Regions from separate parts of the Sus scrofa genome. Here region 2 is linked to region 1. The links are chromatin contacts, called in public Hi-C maps. All regions are on one chromosome and are shown on one strand. The core of a region is the stretch at or near the end of the contact, and the rest is flanking DNA. Distances in the headings are between cores, read along the strand shown. Region 1 holds the start of GNPTG (N-acetylglucosamine-1-phosphotransferase subunit gamma). Region 2 holds the start of LMF1 (lipase maturation factor 1).

The links. Hi-C and Micro-C count contacts between places; a contact is called where the count stands out from the background.
Region 2: a Hi-C map of liver shows a contact between it and region 1, with 4 times the contacts expected there. The contact joins the promoter of LMF1 here to the promoter of GNPTG in region 1. A contact is called at or near these places in 1 of 5 promoter capture datasets (liver) and 1 of 47 Hi-C or Micro-C datasets (liver).

What each region holds. Positions count from the first base shown.
Region 1 is chr3:40,531,576-40,536,753 of Sscrofa11.1, reverse strand. GNPTG (N-acetylglucosamine-1-phosphotransferase subunit gamma) reads left to right here and starts at 2,537. Exons shown (of 10, transcript XM_021086862.1): 1 at 2,537-2,648; 2 at 2,776-2,833; 3 at 2,914-2,981. The coding sequence starts at 2,597. It overlaps TSR3 (ribosome biogenesis protein TSR3 homolog), which reads right to left and starts at 2,532. Exons shown (of 7, transcript XM_005655151.3): 1 at 2,343-2,532; 2 at 2,031-2,250; 3 at 1,438-1,631; 4 at 914-1,090; 5 at 678-741; 6 at 339-373; 7 at 1-227. The coding sequence starts at 2,454. The coding sequence ends at 190. It overlaps BAIAP3 (BAI1-associated protein 3), which reads left to right. Exons shown (of 35, transcript XM_021086856.1): 35 at 1-197.
Region 2 is chr3:40,837,298-40,842,686 of Sscrofa11.1, reverse strand. LMF1 (lipase maturation factor 1) reads right to left here and starts at 1,445. Exons shown (of 11, transcript XM_021086874.1): 1 at 1,216-1,445. The coding sequence starts at 1,402.

The DNA of each region.
Region 1 (5,178 bases), core at 1,288-3,787:
TGGGAGGTCTCTGCGGCAGGACCCAGAGCAAGATTGTGTGAGAAGCGCTGGGAGAACAAACAAGAGTCCGGTCCTCTGACAGCTGCAAGGGGCTGAGGCTGCCAGGCCCGTGTGTGTGTTCCCACAAGTCCCGCTGTCATCTCTAGAGCTTCTTGTCACTCGGCCTCCAAAAATATACGTCTGCAGCTTTCACTCTCTCTGCCGTTTCTTGATTCCTTTCCAAATCTCTGTGGGGACCCTGGCCTCAGCCCCTTGATGTGGCAGCTCTTCCTCTTCAGGGCAGCTGCTATTGCCACTTCCCCCGTCCTCAGGGTCAGGCCCGAGTTCCTCAGACTCACCTTCACTCTTGCTGTCCGCCCTGTCCACGGGCAGCCTGGGGGATGGGGGGAAGGGTGCGTTCTTACTGGCCAGGCCCAGGCGACCCCCTGGGGCCCACTCACTCCTCAGAGCTCCTGAGCTGAGGACAGAGGCCTCAAGCCTGTACTCTCTAAGCCCAAACCTCTGCAGCAGGACATGCCACCCTTCCTTTTCCAGAGACAGAAAAGCAGCCCGGGGCGGGGGCGGGGAGGGATGTTTAGCCCCCCGCCCCACACGCCACAGCAAGAGGGGCTGAGGCCAGAGGCAGAGAGAAGCCCTGGGTCTCAGGTGCCACCAAGCTAGGAATCCCAAGGACCTACCGGGTGCCAGCCACGGGCCTGTTGGGATTTGCAAACTCTCGCCCTGAATCCACGTCAAAGGGATCTGAACCAAGGAATCAAAGAGGAAAGTGACTTGTAGGTGAGCCTGGCTCAGAGCCAAGTGTCCCACAGCCTGGCAGGAAGGTCCCTCAGTCCCCAGGCTTCTCGAAGGAAGTGGCAGGCCTGGAGGGTCCTGGCTCCCACCCGGGAGGGCTTGTGTCTATGCCATGCCTCACCGACTTCCTCCTCCTCTGGGTGCTCCTTGGCGAGGGCCAGGAACTCCTGCTCTGCCTGCAACACCTCCTCTGGGCCACTGCAGGCTGCATACTTGTCCAGGAGCTCGCGGTTCAGATCTAGGAAGCCCTTGCCCCACTTGAACTTCCGCAGCAAAAGGACAGCAAGGTCTGAGAAGCCTGTCGGTGCCAGAAGCAGGAATTCCAAGGATGTGCACAGCCCTTCTCCCGTCACCCATGCTGCTGGCTCCTGCTGTCCTAGGAACTACAAGTCCCGCCCACACCATCCCATGGTCCAGACAGCCCATGCCCACTCACCAGCCTCTGCCTCTGTAGCCCACTAACTCCTTCTCCACAGGGAGGCTCATGGGCTGCCCATCTGGGCCTCCACATGGACCATAAATTCTCTGGGGACGAGTCGGGGTAACAAAGGGCTCCCAGGGCGGTGGTGAGACTTGCAGGCCAGCTGTTTGTTCTCCTGCTACCTTAACCCCACAGGGCAAGGACTTAAAGGCCCTGACACTCACCCAGGATGCAGAAGGTGGCAGCGAAGGCCTCCACACAGGACAGCCTGCAGGGCCGGCCATAGTTCACAGGGTTGGCGGCTACCAGGTGGGGTAGGAGCCGCAGGTGGCTCCCCCGCATCTTCCCAAACGGTGTCTCATTCAGTCTGGCCCAGGAGCAGTCGATGACAGCGACCCCAGACTGTGCTACCAACTGTCTGCCAGAAGCAGCATAGGGGTGAACGTGATTCTGGCCCCAGGTAAGGTATGTCCTTGGAGACTGGCCTCCCTGGCGACTCAGGGGCATCATTCCCTCACCCCAGACACCTCCAAAAACCTTCACGAGCCAGGCTTTTGAGGCAGTTAGGGGTAGGTGTTCCTTGAGAAAGCTCATTTATTTACTCAACAAACGGTTATTGAAGTGCGCTACATTTTGGGCTCTGCACTAAGCAATGAGGTAAGCCAAACAGATCAATAGGAATAGGTGAGCCTTGAAAGGAAGGATGCGCCACAGTCAGGGGCTTATTAAAACGAAGGAAACAAAACAACAAAACGAAGGAGTCCGGGGAGGCACCCTGCCCAATCCCTGCTCCCACACCCCCTCCTCTCGCGCCTACCTGTCTGCAGGAGACACGTACTGGGAGCCCACGGGGCTGAGTACGAGGCCGCCAAACCTTTGGCCCAGGCGCAGGCAACGCACCAGTCCCAGGCGGGCCAGCTTGCGGCCAGTGCAGCGCCGGGGGTCGCAGTGGCCTAGCTCCCACATGGCCAGCGCGCAAGGCAGCCGCGCCGGGCCCGGGCTGCCCTCGTCCTCGGCCGCCTCTGGCTCCACGGACGCTGCACGGGTCAGAGAAGCGGACATGGTCTCAGGCACTGCTCCACAGTCTGGCCCTGGGCTTCCGACCCTCTCCCGATCGCGCCGCACTCACCACGCAGCGCGGCGCCCACCTCCTCGGCGAAGGCCTCCAGGGAGCGGCCCGCGGGGCGTCGAGCGTGGCCGTCTTCGGCCCCCGGCCCGCGAGCTGCCCTCCGGCGGCCCATGGCGAGCAGCGGGGTCCTGGGCTCGCGGGCTCACAGCTCCGCGGGCAGCCGGGCCTCGCGCCTGCGCAAGAGCCGGGCGCCACTTCCGGTTCCGTGCTCACGTGACCCGGGCGCCCACGTGATCACGCGCGGCCGCGGTGCCATGGCTGCGAGGATGGCGGCTTTTGTGCTGCTGCTAGGGCTCGCGGAACGCGGTTAGTGTGTCCGGACTGCCTGCGCATCCCGCCGCTGCCTAGTACCCTGCTCCCCGGAGCCCTCTTCCCGTCCCCGCGTCCCTGCCCCGCGCTGCCCGCCCGCGTCCTCACCACCTGTTCTCTGCAGGGCCCGCGCGCTCAGGTGCCGCCAAGATGAAGGTGGTGGAGGAGCCCAACACGTTCGGGTGAGCGGCCTCTCGGCGTGCGGCGGGGCGGGGCGGGGCGGCCTAGACCCGGTTCTCCCTGACCCTCCTGCTTCCTCCAGCCTCAACAACCCGTTCATGCCCCAGACCAGTCGCCTCCAGCCCAAGAGGGATCCTTCGCCCGTGTCTGGTGAGTTCGGGGGCCCGGAGGGAGCAGGGAGCCGGCCTGGCTTCCCCACCAGGCGGGCGGCGTCAACTCTCGGGGGCCTGCTCCAGGGAAGCGGGAGAGGGAAGGGAAGCCTGGGATGAGGGGCCCTGAAGGCTAAGGCCTGGAGGCTCATGCACTCTGTCGGCCTTCTAAAACCATGTCAGGTGAGCGCCAACGTTCGAGAACGTTATTGTACCAAGTCGAGGAGTTACCCTAGACTTAACCCTTAATTTTTTTTTTTTAGAGGTGAAGTCTGTTAACAGTTTGGTGTTTGTTCTCCCAGACGTTTTTTATGCTTTTACATGCATAAGTTTACAAGTAAAAAAAAAAAGTGTAGTAATTTCTGATCGTTGCCTTCCCCTTTTGAGCGGTACATGTTTTCTCGTTTGCTATCCTCGCTTCACTGTGCGTCTTCCTGGTAGATGTGGGTCTTCACTCTTTGCTCTTGGTGCCCAGTGTTTCATAACTCGGCTCTGCATCCTTTTCTTGTCCAGCGGGGTGGTGTTTAGGGTTTTCGGCCGTTAGAAACAGTGCTGAGGAGCACATCCCCCCTGGGGGCTGCCTCTTTCTACACTCAGGTGAATGATCTCCTTAGGCCCATGGCAGAAGTGCAATTGGTAGGTCGTTAAATGATTAGTAAATACAGGAATCCAGGAGTTTCTTCTGTCATGCGGTGGGTTAAGAACCCGACTGCAACCTCTCAGGTCACCTTGTCGCCAGGTTCCATCCCTGGTGGAGCATGGTGGGTTAAAGGATCCCGGGTTGCCGCCGCTTCAGTGGAGGTCACAGCTGTGGCTCGGATTCACTCCCTGGCCCAGGAATTTCCAGGTGCTGTGGGTGCTGCCATTTAAAAAAAAAAGAAATCAACTGTAATAGAAAAAATAAAAATCACTATTTAAAAAAAGAAAAACCAAATCCAAATTTCTTTTGTTTTGGCTTTTTTTTTTTTTTTTGATTAGGGCCATATCTATGGCATATGGAGGTTCCCAGGCTAGTGGTCAAATTGGAGCTGTAGCCGCCAGCCTACGCCACAGCCACAGCCACGCCAGATCCGAGCCGAGTTTGCGACCTACACCATGGCTCACGGCAACGCTGGATCCTTAACTTTCTGAGTGAGACCAGGGATCGAACCAGAAACCTCACGGTTCCTAGTCAGATTCGTTTCTGCTGCGCCATGTACTCTTTTTTTTTTTTTTTTTTTCTTTTGGCTTTTTAGGGCAGCACCTGCGGCCTGTGGAAGTCCTCGGGCTAGGGATTGAATCGGAGCTGCAGCTGCTGGCCTACACCACAGCCACAGCAACGCGAGATCTGAGCCGATTCTGTGATCCTCACCACAGCTCATGGCAGTGCCGTATACCTAACCCACTGGGGGAGGCTCTGGGATTGAACCCTCATCCTCATGGATCCTAGTTGGTTCGTTACCCCTGACCCATAACGGGAACTCCAAGACTCCAAATACTCTTTTTTTTTTTTTTTTTTTTTGGAGCCGCACCCATGGCATATGGATGCCAGGCTAGGGGTCCAATTGGAGTTGTAGCCGCCAGCCTACACCACCACAGCAATGCAGTATCCAAGCTGTATCTGCAACCTACACCACAGCTCATGGCATTGAGAGATCCTTAACCCACTGCGCGAGGCCAGGGATCGACCCTGTATCCTCATGGATGCTGGTCAGATTCGTTAACTGCTGAGCCACGACAGGAACTCCTTTTTTTTAGTTATTATTATTCTTTTTTTTTGCAGGGTTGCCATTTTATTTTTTTATTTTTTTTAATTTTTTTTTAATTTTCCCACTGTACAGCAAGGGGGTCAGGTTATCCTTACATGTATACATTGCAATTACAGTTTTTTCCCCCACCAGGGTTGCCATTTTAAATGGGGGGGGGGTTTCAGGAAAAGATTAAATGAATTTAGCCTAGAAGCTGAAGTGGAAGGGGACGAAGGCATGTGGCTCTTAGCACTGGGCTTGGGGAAAGAGGGGTTCTGCAAAGCAGTGGCCAGATAAGGCCTTGAGCAAGGCACTGTGGGGGCCGGAGGGACTGGCCGCAGGGGCGCCGTGAGATCAGAGAGAACCGGCACAGTTGTGAGCGCCCAGTCTAAACAAACCTGGACTCGCTTTTACTCTGAAAAACATCTGATAGAAAAGCAAAGAAATGGGGAGAAAGGTGGTGCAGTGGGT
Region 2 (5,389 bases), core at 196-2,695, 310 kb before region 1:
CCCCACCCTACCGCCCCGCCACCCCCAATAGAGAGAAGCCAGGGGAAAAAACCCATCTGCCAGGGCAAATCATTCTGTACTCAGCACCAGGCTTAAAATATCTGCTCGCCCCGGTGGCTGGAAACGGTTCCCTTCTGAATTGAAGGGCGAATCCCTGTGGAGATCAAAGGCAGCCCCACTCCCTGGAAAGCCGAGCAGGGTTTTAAGCGGCGCTCTCTGCGAGCGGAGCCACCCACCGGGGTTTTTCCACTGTTACGGCGACGGTTTAAGGGACTATTAAAGTCTCGCAGATTAACTTTGCCTTGACTCCATCTTTCGCAAAATGACAGCTCAAACGTTTGGAATGATTATTCAATCCCGTGGAGACTAAAGCAATACCGGCAAGAACTATTTTTTATGGTAACTTAGAGCGCACGGGAGGCGGGGCTGAACCCCCCCATCCCTGCCCGCCGCCGCACGCGGCGGCCCTCGAAGGGCTCGCAGGACCCCCCGGCCCCACCCCGGGACCTGGCCCCGCGGAGCCCTCTCAGTGTTTGCTGAAGGCCGCTGTGCAAAGAGCTGCATGTCCCCCCCTTCTAACGCCGGCTCGAAGAGCTGCATGTCCACCCCTTCCAACGCGTCGGAAACGAAGCCGGCTCGCCGCGCCGGGGACCAGCGCCCTCTGGACCCTCCGGAAGGGGGACTTGCCCGCTGGCCCCAGATCACTCCTGCCGTGGACTGTCCCCCACCCCCACGGCCCCCGCAAGGCCACGTTCCTCTGAGAAGCCCGGCTGGGCTTCAGACGCCCTGCTCGGCTTCGGGCGTTTGCACCCGTCCGGGCGTGGGGACCAGGGCGGGCGTGTGTATTTCGCGCTGGGGGGCACCCGGGGGTCCAGCCTTGTGGTCGAGGAGACCCGGGAGGCAGGGGGGCCGGGGCTGGCCGCGAGGCTCTGCCCGGTCAAACCCGGCTAGCGCCCACCTCGCAGGTGAGTCCGCACCTGCTGCTCGTGCCTCAAAGCTGCCGAGCCGCGGGGAGGCCGCAGGCGCCGCAGACCGTGGAACTGCAGGCGGCAGAGCGGAGCCGCTGCCCCACGGACGCCCGGTCGGCGTGGGCGCCCCCGGTCCCGGCAGGGGGGAGGGGCGCGCGGCCGGGGCTCGGCGGGGAGCCCGCGGGGGGACGGCCTGTGGGGGCGGGGCGCGTGGAGGGGCACCATCGGGCAGGCCCCGCGGACTCACAGTAAACGAAAGCGAGGGCCTTCAGGAGCACGACCCTGGTGAGCCAGAAGGTGCCCGCGCGGAAGCGGGCCGGGCAGCTCATGGGGTCGCGCCCCGGCGGAGACGCGGGCTCCGGGCCCGCGGCCGCGGCCTTCCGCCGCCTCAGGGGATCCTCGGACGCCGCCATCGCCGGGCCCTCAGAACGCATGCGCGGGGGACGCCGCGCGCCGATCGCTCCGCCCCCGCCGAGAGGCCCCGCCCACAACTGGAGGTTCACGTGCGCCGCGGCCAGCCGCGCGCACGCTCGGGGGCGCTGCTGCTGCGGGGGTCGGGGGCTTCGCGCCTGAAAGACTGGCGGCGCCGCTGCGGGAGCCGGGTTGACCGCGTCGCTCCTTCACTCACTCGTTCATTGAATAAGCCGAGGTTGCAGAGGTCCCCAGTGCACGCCCCTACCCAGGAGCTCGCCCTCCTGGACTCTCACTCTAGGGAGGGCGGGAGGCACTGAATTCAGAGGCAGAAACGCAATGTGAAGGAGGCTCTTGGAAAGCATGTGTCTGACGATGTGATATGCATCCAGGGAGGCTGAGATGAGGGCAGCCAAGAACCCTGGAGGCTACCGTGCTCCCTCTGCATGCCCTGGCTGTGTGTGGAACTCACATTCGCGCAGAGGAAAGGCCGAGCAGGATTCACCACCCCAGGATTCCAGGCTGCCTCTGCCTGCATTGAGAAGGAGGAGTGGGTGGGCAGTTGCCTCGAAGGGGTCCCTTCCCAGCTCCCCACTTCTGCTATCTGAGGAGGATGCTGGGGTGGTGGCTCCACAGCTAGTGACAGACAGTTCAGGCAGCACCTGGGTCCTAATATTCAGACCCTTCAGCTCTCTTCCCCACCCCCACCCCCACCCCCGAAGTTTCTGCACAGGGCAACCAAGTCCCCTTAGCACTTCTCCTGGCTCTCGAGACTGGACCTCTAGCCAAGGGGGGAAAGTGGCTGGCTGAGGATTCAGAGGAGGGAAGCCCTTACTGACCAGTGAATCACCCAACAGAACCCCAGGAAGCCTCCAGCAACTCTACATTCTGAGGATACGGGACAGGTGTCATTCAGCGGGTGGAGTGCTAGGCAATCTTCAGAGGAAAGAAGAGGTGTGGGGAGTTCCTGTCGTGGCGCAGTGGAAAGAATCCGACTAGGAACCATGAGGTTGCAGGTTTGATACCTGGCCTCGCCCGGTGGGTTAAGGATCTGGCATGGCTGTGGCTGTGGTGGAGGCTGGCAGCTGTAGCTCCGATTCAACCCCTAGCCTGGGAATCTCCATATGCTGCTAGTGTGGCCCTAAAAAGCAAAAAAAAAAAAAAAAAAAAAAAAGAAAGAAAGAAAGAAAGAAAGAAAGAAAGAAAGAAAGGTGTGTGAGAGAGTAGGCATTAGCGCCTTCAGAGTTTGGGGTAAACTGTGGAGTACTTGGAAGGAAATGATTGCAGTAGGTGTGGATTTTTCCTTATTCATTTGTAAAAACTCTTAACGTGTTAAAGATCCTTTTCTTGTGTGTCTACTGTGAATTTTTGTCCTGGGTTTTTTGTTTTCACATCTTGTTCCTAGTGTTTGATGTATAAATGATCGATATTTACATAGTCAAATAATCAGGCTTTCTCGGTTGTTTAATTATCTCTTCACCGTCTGTATTGTGAGCTCCATAAGGGCAAGAACTGGCTCTGGACAAGGGATCTCCCGAATTAGTCCAGACTAGACACTTCTGGAACCTCTCTGCAGCCTCCAGCTGCTGCTCCCCACCCCCAGTGTTGGGGTAATAGCATCTACGTGCATCTTAGTGATTTTTTTTTTGTTTTGTTTGTTTGTTTGTTTTGCCAAGACCACAGCATGCATAAGTTCCCAAGCCACGGATCAAACCCAAGCCACAGCAGTGATCATGCCAGGTCCTCAACCCACTAGGCCACCAGGGAACTCCTACAATGTGATTTTTTAAAAAAACCTTCCTTTTCTTGTCCATGAAAAACCCTTCCTTGGGACCCCACCTGAGAAGTGGGACCTGGAAGACAGATTTTCCATGGAGGGTACAAACGTCTTTTGCATCCTGAAGAGCCCCCCGCAGGGAAGCGTGAGCCTGAGGGGGAGTGGAGGAACACCTAGCCCCGGCCGGAGTCCTGCTTCCAGGTCCTTCCACACGAACCCACAACCTGCCCCTCCCCTCCCCCACCCCGGCCAGTTGTCCAGGTGCCGAGTCCCAGATGAGCCCGCACAGCCGTCTGGGGGGAGCACGGAGAATCCGGCCAAGCCCGCCCGAGCTCCCCTGGGTCCCTGCCCGGATGTGGGAGCGGAGCAGGGGACAGAGGCGAGGAGGGACGGCTCCACTGTCAGGTGTGACCCTGGATGCTGCTTTTCAGGTGGGGACAGTTCTCACAAAGGGCCCTTTGTCCTCAGCTTCCCCTGGCCAGGGCTGCATTGTTCCCCCTGAGACGTGTACAATGGGACATTGTGCGGAGCAGAAAGGGGCCCCTTGTCCAGCCTCCAGCTCACTGGGCTCTGGGCTCCCTCCCCGGGTTTGCCCAGGGTGGGCAAGGCCATCGGAGAGGTCTGCCGGGAGCTCATATTCTCATGTCTCTTCCTGGGAGCTGACCGCAGAGGTCCAGTCTATCTCAGGGTCTAGAACCTTCCAGGGAGTGAACCCCATGGAGCAGGGCTTGGCTGAGGAAAGGCTGGCCCGGGGCCCAGTTCTTGCCTGTTTCTGCCTGAATTTAATCAAGTGTCCACAGGTGTATCACAGCCATAAAAAGGAGTAAAGCATTTATACGCCTGCAGCAGAGACGAGCCTTGAAAATACCGTGCTCGGGGAGAAGCCGGGCATACAAAGCCACATACTGTATGCTTCCGTTTACATGGAACGTCCAGAATAAGCAAATCCACGGTGGCAGAGCTTCGATCAGTGGTTCCCAGGAGCTGGGGGAGGGAGACAAGGAGCGACTGCTGACAGGGAAAAGATTTCTGTGTGGAGGGACCAAAATACTGTCAAACTGGATAGCAGCGATGCTCACACATGCTGAATGTATGAAATGCTACTGAATTGTACGCCTAAAAATACTTAATTTGGGACCTCCCCCTATGGTGCAGTGGGTTAAGAGACGGCATTGATACAGCTGTGGCATAGGTTGCAGCTGCAGCCCAGATTCAATCCCTGGCTGGAGAACTTCCATATGCCACAGGCATGGCAACAAAACAAAACAAAAACAAAAACAAAAACACCCCCACGGAGTTCCCATCATGGCCCAGGAGAAATGAATCTGACGAGCATCCATGAGGACGCAGGTTCGATCCCTGGCCTCGCTCCGTGGGTTAAGGATCCAGCGTTGCTGTGAGCTGTGGTGTAGGTCACAGATACGGCTGGGATCCCATGTTGCTGTGGTTGTGGGGTAGGCCAGCAGCTACACCTCCTATTCAACCTCTAGCCTGGGAACCTCCATATTGCCTCGGGTGTGGCCCTAAAAAGACAAAAGCGAAAAAAAAAAGGAAACCCAGTTAATTTTATGCTATGTGAATTTCACCAAAAATTATATTTTTAAATTCTGCTCTGGTCATTGTTTCAGAATCACTTAAGACGGCACTGCTTTTAGCTGTCAGGATAGCTCATGTCATTTATGCCAACCATATTTTCATCTGTATTAAGGAGCATCTGACACTTTTAAATAATGTTTAGCTATGGGTACATTGTATGCCCCACGAAGCTGCCCTACTCAAAACCAAACCTTTCCTGCAAACCCCGCGCTGTAGGGCTTGGGGCCTGGTGTATGCAGGGCACTGAAATGCTTTCCTTGGGCCCCACAGCTCAGCACCTGCAAAAGCCACAGGCCCGCTGGGGTCTCTACAAAGCAGCCCTTCATCAGCTTCAGGGGCTTGGGAGAAACTCTTGAACCTACATTTTCAAGCAAAAAACTATATGGGGGCAAGCCAAGAAGACACAGGAGAGGCCAGAGGTGCTGAGAGGAGGCCTGGCCACCCCCCGGCGTGGCTGCAGGAGGACCGGAGCTGAGCTCCACCTGGACAGAGCCAGAAAGGGCGAAGAACAGGAGGGGAGAGGAGAAGGGGGCTCTCCTGAGAGGAGCCGTCAGCTCAAGACACGCTGGCGTCCTGGGAACCCCTAGATGGCCCCCCTGCAGCTCCCCCAGCGCAGTGCCCCCCCCCCCGCCCGACC